Linked DNA regions of Sus scrofa: region 2 is linked to region 1. Evidence: chromatin contacts called from public Hi-C data. All regions are on one chromosome and are shown on one strand. Each heading gives the region's core, a stretch centred on a gene start, on an enhancer-like site or on the middle of the called end of the contact. The rest is flanking DNA. Distances are from core to core; before and after follow the strand shown.

Region 1 (4,706 bases), core at 1,297-3,796:
GACGAGCCGTCCTGGTGGAGCCCTTCCTGCGCACCCACCCCAGCACCCCAGGCCCACCCGCCTCTTCTGGCTCCCGTCACCCCACCCTGGCCTGACGTCCCCTTCCACTGCGCCTGCTCTCTGCGTCTCCTCTTCCTGGGGCCACAGCCTCTAAGGCTCTTGGAACGTAAGCGCCAAGGAGGGCACCCTAAGAGGGCAGACTCCAGCCCCACGGAGCTGGGCCGGGGACCCTGGCCAGGAAGCTGGAAGGCACGTAGCCCCTCTGTCCGTTCACTTCCACGAGGCTCCATTCCGGGTTCCCCTTCTTGTCCTGGGCCTCCAGGACAGTCACCTGCTGGCCGGCCTGCAGGCTCACTTCATGGCTGCTTCTGGCCGCAAAGGGGCACACTGCCACCACCTGAAACACAGGGAGGACGACACGGCAGCGGTCAGGGGGGCACAGACCCAGGCCGGAGAAGCTGCCTGTCCCTTCCCCCGCCTCAGTCCCCTGCGCTGAGCAGCCACTGCCTCCCAAAGACATCCCCGTCCGAAGACGCCGCGCCTCCTGCTGCCCCCACTGCTGACAGCAGCTGCGTGGCAGCCTCTTTGCTTGGTTTTGATCCCTGCAATCCCACACTTCTGTTGGAGCCCATTTTCTGGCTGTGCCCGCAGCATGTGGAAGCTCCCAGCCAAGGATCCAACCCACCCCACACCAGTGACCCAAGCTGACAATGCCAGACCCCCAACCTGCTGTGCCGTAAGAGAACGCCTGCTCTGTTTGTCTGATAAGGAAGATGAGACTCAGAGAAGTGAAGGAATTTATTCAGAATCACACAGCAGAGAAGCTGGGCCTGTCTGGTCTCAGAAGACGTGCTCTCAGTCCAGCTCCCCGGGCAGAGGGCTGACCGCCCTTCTGAGATCAGAGGCTACCATCCACCCAGGCCCATCCTCGGCTTAGCGTAGGGACAAGGAGCTTGGGCGACCGTGTCACTCTTTAAGGAAAGGTGGAAAAAAAGCCGGAGGGGAGGGCATTTATTAGGCTATTTCACCTCTCGCGGCCTGAGGTTCATCATCCGTGAAACGGAAGCAAGGACGCCCTTCCCTCCAGGTTATGGCGGGAACTGAATGGAGGCTTCTGCCTGCTAAATACGAGAGTTGAACAATTCCATGCTGCTTTGGGTGTTTCTCTTTTTTTTTTTCTCCCCCTTTTCAGGGCTGCACCCACGGCACATGAAGGTTCCCAGACGAGGGGTCCCATCGGAGCTACAGCTGCCAGCCTACACCACAGCCACAGCAACGCCAGATCCGAGCCATGTCTGCAACCTACGCCACAGCTCACAGTAATGCCGGATCCTTAACCCACTGAGTGAGGCCAGGGGTGGAACCTACATCCTCATGGATCCTAGTCGGATTCTTTAACCACTGAGCCACGACGGGAACTCCCTCCTTTGGTTACTTTTACCACGACTTTTACCACTGTGGGCCAACGCCAGGAACACTCAGGGGCAAGAGAGAACTGCGGTGGCCCCATGGGAGTCCCGCTGAGCGGCCCCGTGGACAAAGAGGAAGCAGCGGATGTGTCTGGGCAGATGGGCAGCTGAGCCCACGACATGAGCCCCTGGGTGGAGGTTCCAGGGACGCTGCCCAGAGTGGCTGGCGCTGGGGCTAAGGTGGGTGGCCAGGCTCTCCCGTGGTACTTTGTGGGGAACACCAAGCAGGAGGCAGCCCTGGTGTACCACTTCTAGCTACTGTGCCCGGCACTGGCCTGAGAGCCTTCCCGGCGTGTACTACAGCTGCACGTCAGCTTCCGCCAGCTTCTGCGCCACCCTCACGTGGCCCACTCCAGGCTCCTCTGGCTGCCCTGGCCATTCAGTGCAAGCCTCTGGGCCCTGGCCCCTCAGCCTGAGTCCTGTCTGCTGCTTCTCCATCACCTGAGAACCTCCTCCTGGATAACTGGGAGAGCAGCCTCGGTCGACAGAGGCCCCGTGTGCCAGCCAGCTTTATGGTCTCAATCAGCCCTCACGAGGCCTCCTCCTCCCAGGACTCTGCCCCGAACACGTCCCATCACTTTCTGTGTTGAGACAGAATTCACAGGCAAACATGCACCTTTTCAAAGGACACGGAGTCGGTAGTCGTTAATATGCGCCCAAGTTGTGCCACCATCACCACTCTGCTCCCAGAACACCCTCATCACCCCAAAAAGAGACCCGAGACCAGTCAGCGGTCAGTTCCCACCGCCCCTCCCTCCAGCCCCTGCCAACCACTGATCTCCCTTCCGTCCGCATGCGGAACAGCCCGTAAGGGACCCTGCGTTACGTGTGGTCACTTCTGCGTCGAGTGACAGGAGGCGGCATGGGTTGGCACCACGTTCTTTCTTGGGGCTGAATGACATTTGAACGCGTGGATATGCCACGTTCTGTTTACCCCTTCCTCCACCGAGGGACATGGCTTGTTTCCCCTCAGGGCCGTGACAAACATGCATGCACAAGTTCCCCACTGCTTTTAAGAGAAGGACCGACGCCCGTGCCAAGGCCACAGGCCCTGCAGCCGGCCCTGCCCCCAGCTCCGGCGGCACCTCTCAGCCCGGACCAGCTGCCTCCTCCGGTGAGTTGCTCACTCGCCCTGTCCTCCCCTGACCCTGGGCCTTGCGTTTGCCAGGCACGCTTTCTGGAAAGCTCTTCCCATCCCCACGCCAGCGCACCCCTTTATCTAACTCCGTCCTAGTCACCCTTCAAAGCTGAGCGCAAGCACGAGTCTTCTTAGGAAAGCCTCTCCTGACCTCCCCAAACCACGGCTCTGCTGCGTGTCGCTACGGAACTTAGGGTTATCCGCCTGGTTGTTTGATTAATTGCTGTCTTCTCCATCCCCCAATTATAAATTTGAGGAAGGCCAGGACCTGACTCCTGCTCAGCAGTGTACGTCTCAGCTGGGAGAGTGACGGCCAACAGTGAGTGAATCAAGACGCGAATGCACACACAAGCGAATGAGAGCGCATCCCGCATGCTCTGCTCATGGGGGGGAGGGTAGGAGCTCTCGGCTGATGCGGGGCGGAGAGGCTCCTTCCTCAGGTCCCGCCCTGGGCAGGACACTGGGGCAGCCACTGACCCAGGCCCGGGCCTCACAGTGGTGTCCCCTCCGGACAGGAGGAAAACCAAAGCCCCGTCCAGGGGGCCCTGGGGATGTGAACCCTGCCCCTCTTCCAGGCTCACCTGAGTCACCGCTGGGACAGAGGGGACCGGGGCCAGTGTGGGCTCTGGCGTCAGCTGGCGGGAGTTTTCGTGAGGCTTCGCCTGTCCTCTGAGGTCCTCCTCGCTGGGGGCCACACGGTACAGCTCCAGTTTCCCGGCCGGCACGTACCCTCGATGTCCTGTGAGACACGCAGAAGGCTCTCTGGCTGAGGCTCAGCTGCCCACCCCTCGCGGTGGCGGGGAGTCACCACCACTCATGGGTGAGATTACCTTCGGCTCCTCTGTCCTGCCCCGGGCCGCCAAAGGTCATCTAGGCACCTCACCAGCCCGCCCGCCCCACGCTGCCTGTTTGGGCTTCTGCTCGAACCTTCCCGAGAGCTTGCTCAGTGCCAGAACCGGCCTCTGATTATTGAGGGGTGATTACCCACATCGACGCTGAGTCAGTCCTGCTACCTCCCTTTTAAGTCTGGGGCCCCTGAGCCCAGTGAGGCCTCCCTGAAACAATCCTGTGCGGATTCCATCTGGAGTGTCGCAGGCGCTCTGTGGAGGACAGTCCACTGGGCCATGTCCTCTCGGGCTCCCTGTGCCCCTGGCCGCTCGCCCTGCTTCCCCCTGGGGCACCCACACCCGAGTGGCACACTCAGGGGACAGGGCAGCCCCACCTTCCCTCTGGGTAACAGACTTCTGTCCGCACAGCAGGGACCCAGCACCCCTCCTCTGCGTATCTCTGTCTTTCGAGGTGATACTGAAGCTCTGGCCACACCTCTGTCTACACCAATGACCTGTGAGGCCCCCAAAGCAGAGGTCCTGGCTGCCTCACACAGTGCCCGGCACACAGCAGGCGCCCGATAATGGATGTGGCAATGGAAGACCAAATCTCTCTCTCTGGCATCTCATGTACCACACTCAGCGGCTGTGCCCCCAGCCCTGCACACTCAGCTGTGTTCACTCCCATCCTGGGTTTGCACAGCCAGACTCCCACCCACAGGTGTGTCCGTGTCTCCCCACTGCCTCCTGTTGGTGGTTTTCCCAAAGGGAGGGGACGCGCCCGTGGAGTCCCATGTACCTCCAGTGTCCACTAGCCATCGGCTGCTGTTGCCTTTGGTGTCCTTGTTTTGAAGGAGCGCCACAACGTGGCCCCGCGGCAGGGTCAGGTCTAGAGTCCCCGACCCACTGATGTTGCTTGTCACCTGGTACAGCTTTCCCGAGCCGTACCTGCTCAAGAGAGCCTGCACCTGGCGTTCGGCCCCTGGAAGGAGTGGCTGGGAGAGAAAGGACAAAGACAAGTCACAGGTGTTGGAGCTGGCGTGTCAGATCCGGCTCCAGCGGTGGCCCACGTGCTGCCTGACAGCCAGGAAGCCCGGGCCAAGCCCAGCTCTGGAGCAAGAGTCTCTTCCCTAAGAGATGGGTGGAGCAGATGAAAAACACACGCTCTTAGTATCCAAAGGCGTCTCAGGAGAAACTTCCAACTTAACTCCTAAAGTCCCTCCCGGGTCGAAACGTCTGGGGTTTTCTAAAATTCGAATTCGGGTTCTGCAT
Region 2 (4,398 bases), core at 1,146-3,645, 300 kb before region 1:
ATTACAGCCCAAGCCGATGGACGTCGCGTCCAAAAGCGGGCTTCTGCAGGCGGGGTTACCTCCGGCGAAACGCTGCGCCTGTCGGATGATGGGGGTCTTGACACTTTTTTAAACTAAAAGAGGTAGAAACCCTCCCTCTGTGGTCTGCTGTCCTCACCAGGCCCTCGGTGGCCCCCCGCTTCCCTCCTGTCCTACGTGAGGGTTCAGTTTTGTCCCTTTTGACCAATCCACTCTGGAAAGTAACCTTCTGGGACCAAGGACCTTCTCGACTGCGCTGCCGTGAGGATGCCACTCCAGACAGAGTGTGCCAGAAAGGCGCTCTGTGTCATGACCGCCCGTCCTGTTCGGAACTTTACCTCGAGGCAGGGACCTGCCTTACCACTAAAATATCTTGGGGTTCGGTGTTCCAGAACGCCCAGCCCCATCACGGATAAAACTCAAGGAGTCTTCTTTGCTCTGTTCCTAAGAAGGGCTCTTTCATTTAAAAGGAAGGAAGGAGCTCCCCCTGTGGCTCAGCAGGTTAAGAACCCAACTAGGATCCATGAGGACGCGGGATCGATCCCTGGCCTCGCTCAGTGGGTTAAGGATACGGCGTTGCCATGAGCTGTGGCGTAGGTCGCAGACACAGCTCTGATCCGATTCAACTTGACCCTCAGCTCAGGAACTTCCATATGCTGCAGGTGTGGCCCTAAACAGAAAAACAAAATTTAAGGGAAGGAAGCTAAGACTTATTGACTGCCTATTCATGCCCAGCACTGCTTCTTTTCTTATTATTTCATCCTTCCAGCCAATCATAACATCGAACGATGGTGGTCTCCCAACTTGCAGGCGCAGCGCTACTGGACGGTGGTCATCTTCGAGGTGGGGTGCGGTAGCAGATTCCGGCCACCGGAGGGCAGGCGTGGGCTACACAAGGGGGCCCGTCCAGCCCAGGGCCGAACCTTCAGGAGACCTGCTCCTTACTTCTTACGGTGGAGCCTGAGAAAGATGACGCTGAGCAAAGGGGGCGAGAGACCTGAGACAAGGGATCCTGCGACGCGGGACTTGCTTCAACTACAGGCTTGGAAATGCCTGTGCCTTGGGAGCTCCCTGCTGGTCCAGGGGTTAGGGCTTGGTGCCTTCACGGCTGCAGCCTGGCTTCGATCCCCGGTCTGGAGCTGATCCCACATCGAGCCGCTGCAGCCGCAGCAACAAAACAGAACAAAAACACTGCGCCTCAAACTACCCGCCCCACGCCATAGCACACCTATCCGCTCGCCCTTTGATAACCCTGAGCCATGTGATTGCCCCGGGGCACATAACCGCCTCACTGCGCAAGCGCCAGTGTTAGCGAGCAGCCGCCCCCCCTCCCCCCAGACATACCCATGCGCTGGGTAACCACTGAGATACTGGGGATCTAGTATTACCAGTAGTAATTATTACCTTTTTGGCCAACCCCATGGCATATGGAAATTCCTGGTCCAAGGATCAAATCTGAGCTGAAGCGGTGACCCACACCACAGCTGCAGCAAGAGATCCTTAACCCGCCACCCTGGCTGGGGACTGAACTGACGCCTCCACAGAGACAAGCTGGATCTTTAACCCACTGCAGCACAGCCACAGCGGGAACTCCTGCGAAAAATTTAAACAACCCCGTTTTGCAAGTTTATTGTGCAAAACACTCCTAAGTAATCATGATACAAAGTATATTCAGGAAGTTCCTGGTGTGGCTCAGTGGAAACAAGCCCGACCAGCGTCCGTGAGGCTGCGGGTTCGAGCCCTGACCTCGCTCGGTGGGTTAAGGATCCGGCGTTGCCGTGAGCTGCGGTGTAGGTCGCAGATGTGGCTCGGATCCCGTGTTGCTGTGGCTGGGGTGTAGGCTGGTGGCTGTAGCTCTGATTTGACCCCTAGCCTGGGAACTTCCGTTTCCCAAGGGTGTGGCCCTAAAAAGCAAATTTTAAAAAAAAGTGTATATTCAGAGTTACGTGATACAAAGTATGGGGGAGAAGAGGCATGTCCTCTTTAAAGCTCAGATACTCTATCACCTCTCTAAAAAAATCCCTGAAATACCGGACCCTGTAAAATACCCACTTCTGGCCACAGAGGCTCTAGGGATAAGGTTCATGGCCCAGCCCTCAAGCAGCCCAGTTAGGACAGGAGATACATGAGAGGAAGAAAGTAATACGGAGCGGTAAGTGCCGCTTCAGAGAACAGCCAGAGCACTCGCGGGAGCAGACACAGCCCCAAGGAGCATCTCCACGAGAGAGGCACAGGCAACGTGGCCGCGGGCAAGGGACACTTACCATGAAGTTTCTGGAAGGAGGACCCGGGAGCTCGGCTGGTGGGGCTGGGAGGCAACTCCGGGCAGAGGGAACAACATGTACAAGAGCCTGGGGTACCGATAAAGGGCCACAGCGAAGGTCACCAGAGGCGTGTCCAGCAGAGGACGTGTGGCGGGACAGGAGCTGGACGTGAAGCCAAGAGCCGAGCTGTCACGGTCTTGGTGGCCAAAGCGTTCGTTTCGGCCTTTCCCTCGAAGCGTTCGAGAAGCACCTACAAGAGGCAAAGGCCCCATTATTTCTTTAGGAATCGCTAACTAGTGCAGAGGCTGCCCTGCAGAGACACAGAAAACCAGTCAGGCTGCGGCATCATCTAGAAAAGAAACGACAGACAGTGAGGGCAGGAAACCTAGAATGTCCCAGGTTTCTGGCTTTCGTAGCCAGGTCTCATCGTGGTCAAAACAAGCTAAAGAGGAGGCGTCCGGGGCGTGCTGCGTGAGAGGGGCCCCGGGAAGGCGGGCAGAGCCCCGCGGTACCGTCGCACAGCTGCTGGTCGGTGTTCGAGAGAGACCGGGCTGGCACCAGGCTTGGCGGCCACTGGCGTGCAGACGGTAAGGCAGAGGAAGCCACGACCGTGGCTGCAGTCATCTGAGGAGAGCCTGCAGTGCGAGGTGTTCGGGATACAGGGCTCCGCGACCCAGGCTTTTTAGAAATCACGGGTGGGTATTTCTCCAAGAGCCACACTTTGACCTGTGGCCGCTGGACCTGAAAGGCACAGTGAAGGCAGCCGTGCCGTGCGAGGGGCGAAGGCCACGCACGGGAGCTCAGGCAGGGGCAGAGCCTCCAGGTGGAGGGGGGGAGCCTGGGGAGCAGGTGCACGGGGCCCAGAGGCTGCGGGCAGATGGCCTGAGGGCACCGTTCAGTCCAGCTCCCCGCCCCGTGGCCGTGCCCACCGCCCCGAGCCCCTGCACTCGCTCCCGCTTCCATCTGGGGAGGGGGCGGGGGGGCGCAGAGCGGTCCTTCCAACGGGTGCCCCTGCGTGGCCACGTCTCGGTCCACGTGAGGCGGCAGCCCCACCTCACGGGTAGGGCCGATGTGGCTCAGAGTTCAGTGTGGGGACAGCCGCAAAGCGGACCTGGGTTGTGTGATTTCAGCACAGGGGGCAACAGCAGTCCCGCAGCCTAAGGACTGGAATCTGTCCTCCCCGCCTTGCCCCTGGTGGAGAAGTTGAGTCCCCAAAGCGCTGACTCACTCAGGACCCCGAGGCAAAAAGGAGAGAATGAGGCTTCTTTGTGCTTCCTGACTTTCCAAGGACAGACACGGGTCTGATGGGAAAGAGATGGCATTTTTACCCCCGGGGCAACCCGAGTGTGTTCCTTAGTTAGAATCCACCCCTCCCTTGCCCTTAAATCACTTAGACACAGCAAAATTTTACGAACGCAACAATTTATTAGCAGACAAATGAAATGACATCTCTGAATCTCAATACATACAGGATCTTATGAGATAAACATCACCAACAGAGATCAGAAGAACAGGGCCTGCCTCTGACTGACTGCCCTCTCCTGCAACGGAGGCTGCAAAATCCGTCCGGAACCCACCCTCACTCCACAGGGGGCCAGACGCGATTTCAGCGGAATTGCATCAAGGCACTTTCTTTAATTAAAAAAGACATACGTGGTATAAGACAAATTCCACAAAGTCATCAGCCTTGAATAACTACGAAGAAAGGCAGTGTCCTTAGGCTGGGATTTTAGGTTCCTTCACCTGTCACGCTGGTATCGCCTGGGCTTATATGAGAAACGGCAAAGGAGACCCAAAAAGGAAGTTTTATACACACTGATTCGTGCACACTAATTTTTGACAAATCATGGCAGTGTCAGAACTCAACCAGGAACTTCCAACGGATGTGAGCTGACAAGGCAAGAGGGTTTCATTCCAAGCGACTCATTACTTTACGGACCGGAGAGGTGGCGTCGGAGAACCTCCCTAAAAGGAGCTTCTTAAAATTGCTGCTAAAAATCCTCTCTGGCTGAAGCCAGCTGTTCGTTTGCCAAGTAAAAAGCCCTCCGTTAGAAATTCTCCTATTGGTATTTTTAATACGATCGTAATTCTTCAGCCAATTTCAGAGCCATAATTC

Evidence for each region. A called contact is a pair of places that touch in the nucleus more often than the background predicts.
Region 2: a Hi-C map of skeletal muscle shows a contact between it and region 1, with 8 times the contacts expected there. The contact joins the promoter of HMGXB3 here to the enhancer-like site in region 1. A contact is called at or near these places in 1 of 5 promoter capture datasets (liver), 19 of 47 Hi-C or Micro-C datasets (alveolar macrophages, embryonic fibroblasts, epiblast stem cells and 11 more) and 1 of 2 datasets of contacts at active chromatin or transcription factors (skeletal muscle).

The regions. Positions count from the first base shown.
Region 1 is chr2:150,730,986-150,735,691 of Sscrofa11.1, reverse strand. ARHGEF37 (rho guanine nucleotide exchange factor 37) reads right to left here. Exons shown (of 13, transcript XM_003124090.6): 11 at 4,234-4,429; 12 at 3,189-3,346; 13 at 1-397. The coding sequence ends at 188. Among named protein-coding and RNA genes, the nearest start is that of ARHGEF37, 71 kb to the right of the region's middle. Within about 2 kb of position 2,546, at least 2 of the 83 cell types and tissues checked have an H3K27ac peak or open chromatin away from gene starts, as enhancers often do. A contact at or near this core is called in skeletal muscle, where this site is marked.
Region 2 is chr2:151,026,773-151,031,170 of Sscrofa11.1, reverse strand. HMGXB3 (HMG domain-containing protein 3) reads right to left here and starts at 2,395. Exons shown (of 20, transcript XM_021085011.1): 1 at 2,283-2,395. SLC26A2 (sulfate transporter) reads right to left here. Exons shown (of 4, transcript XM_021085016.1): 4 at 3,688-4,398.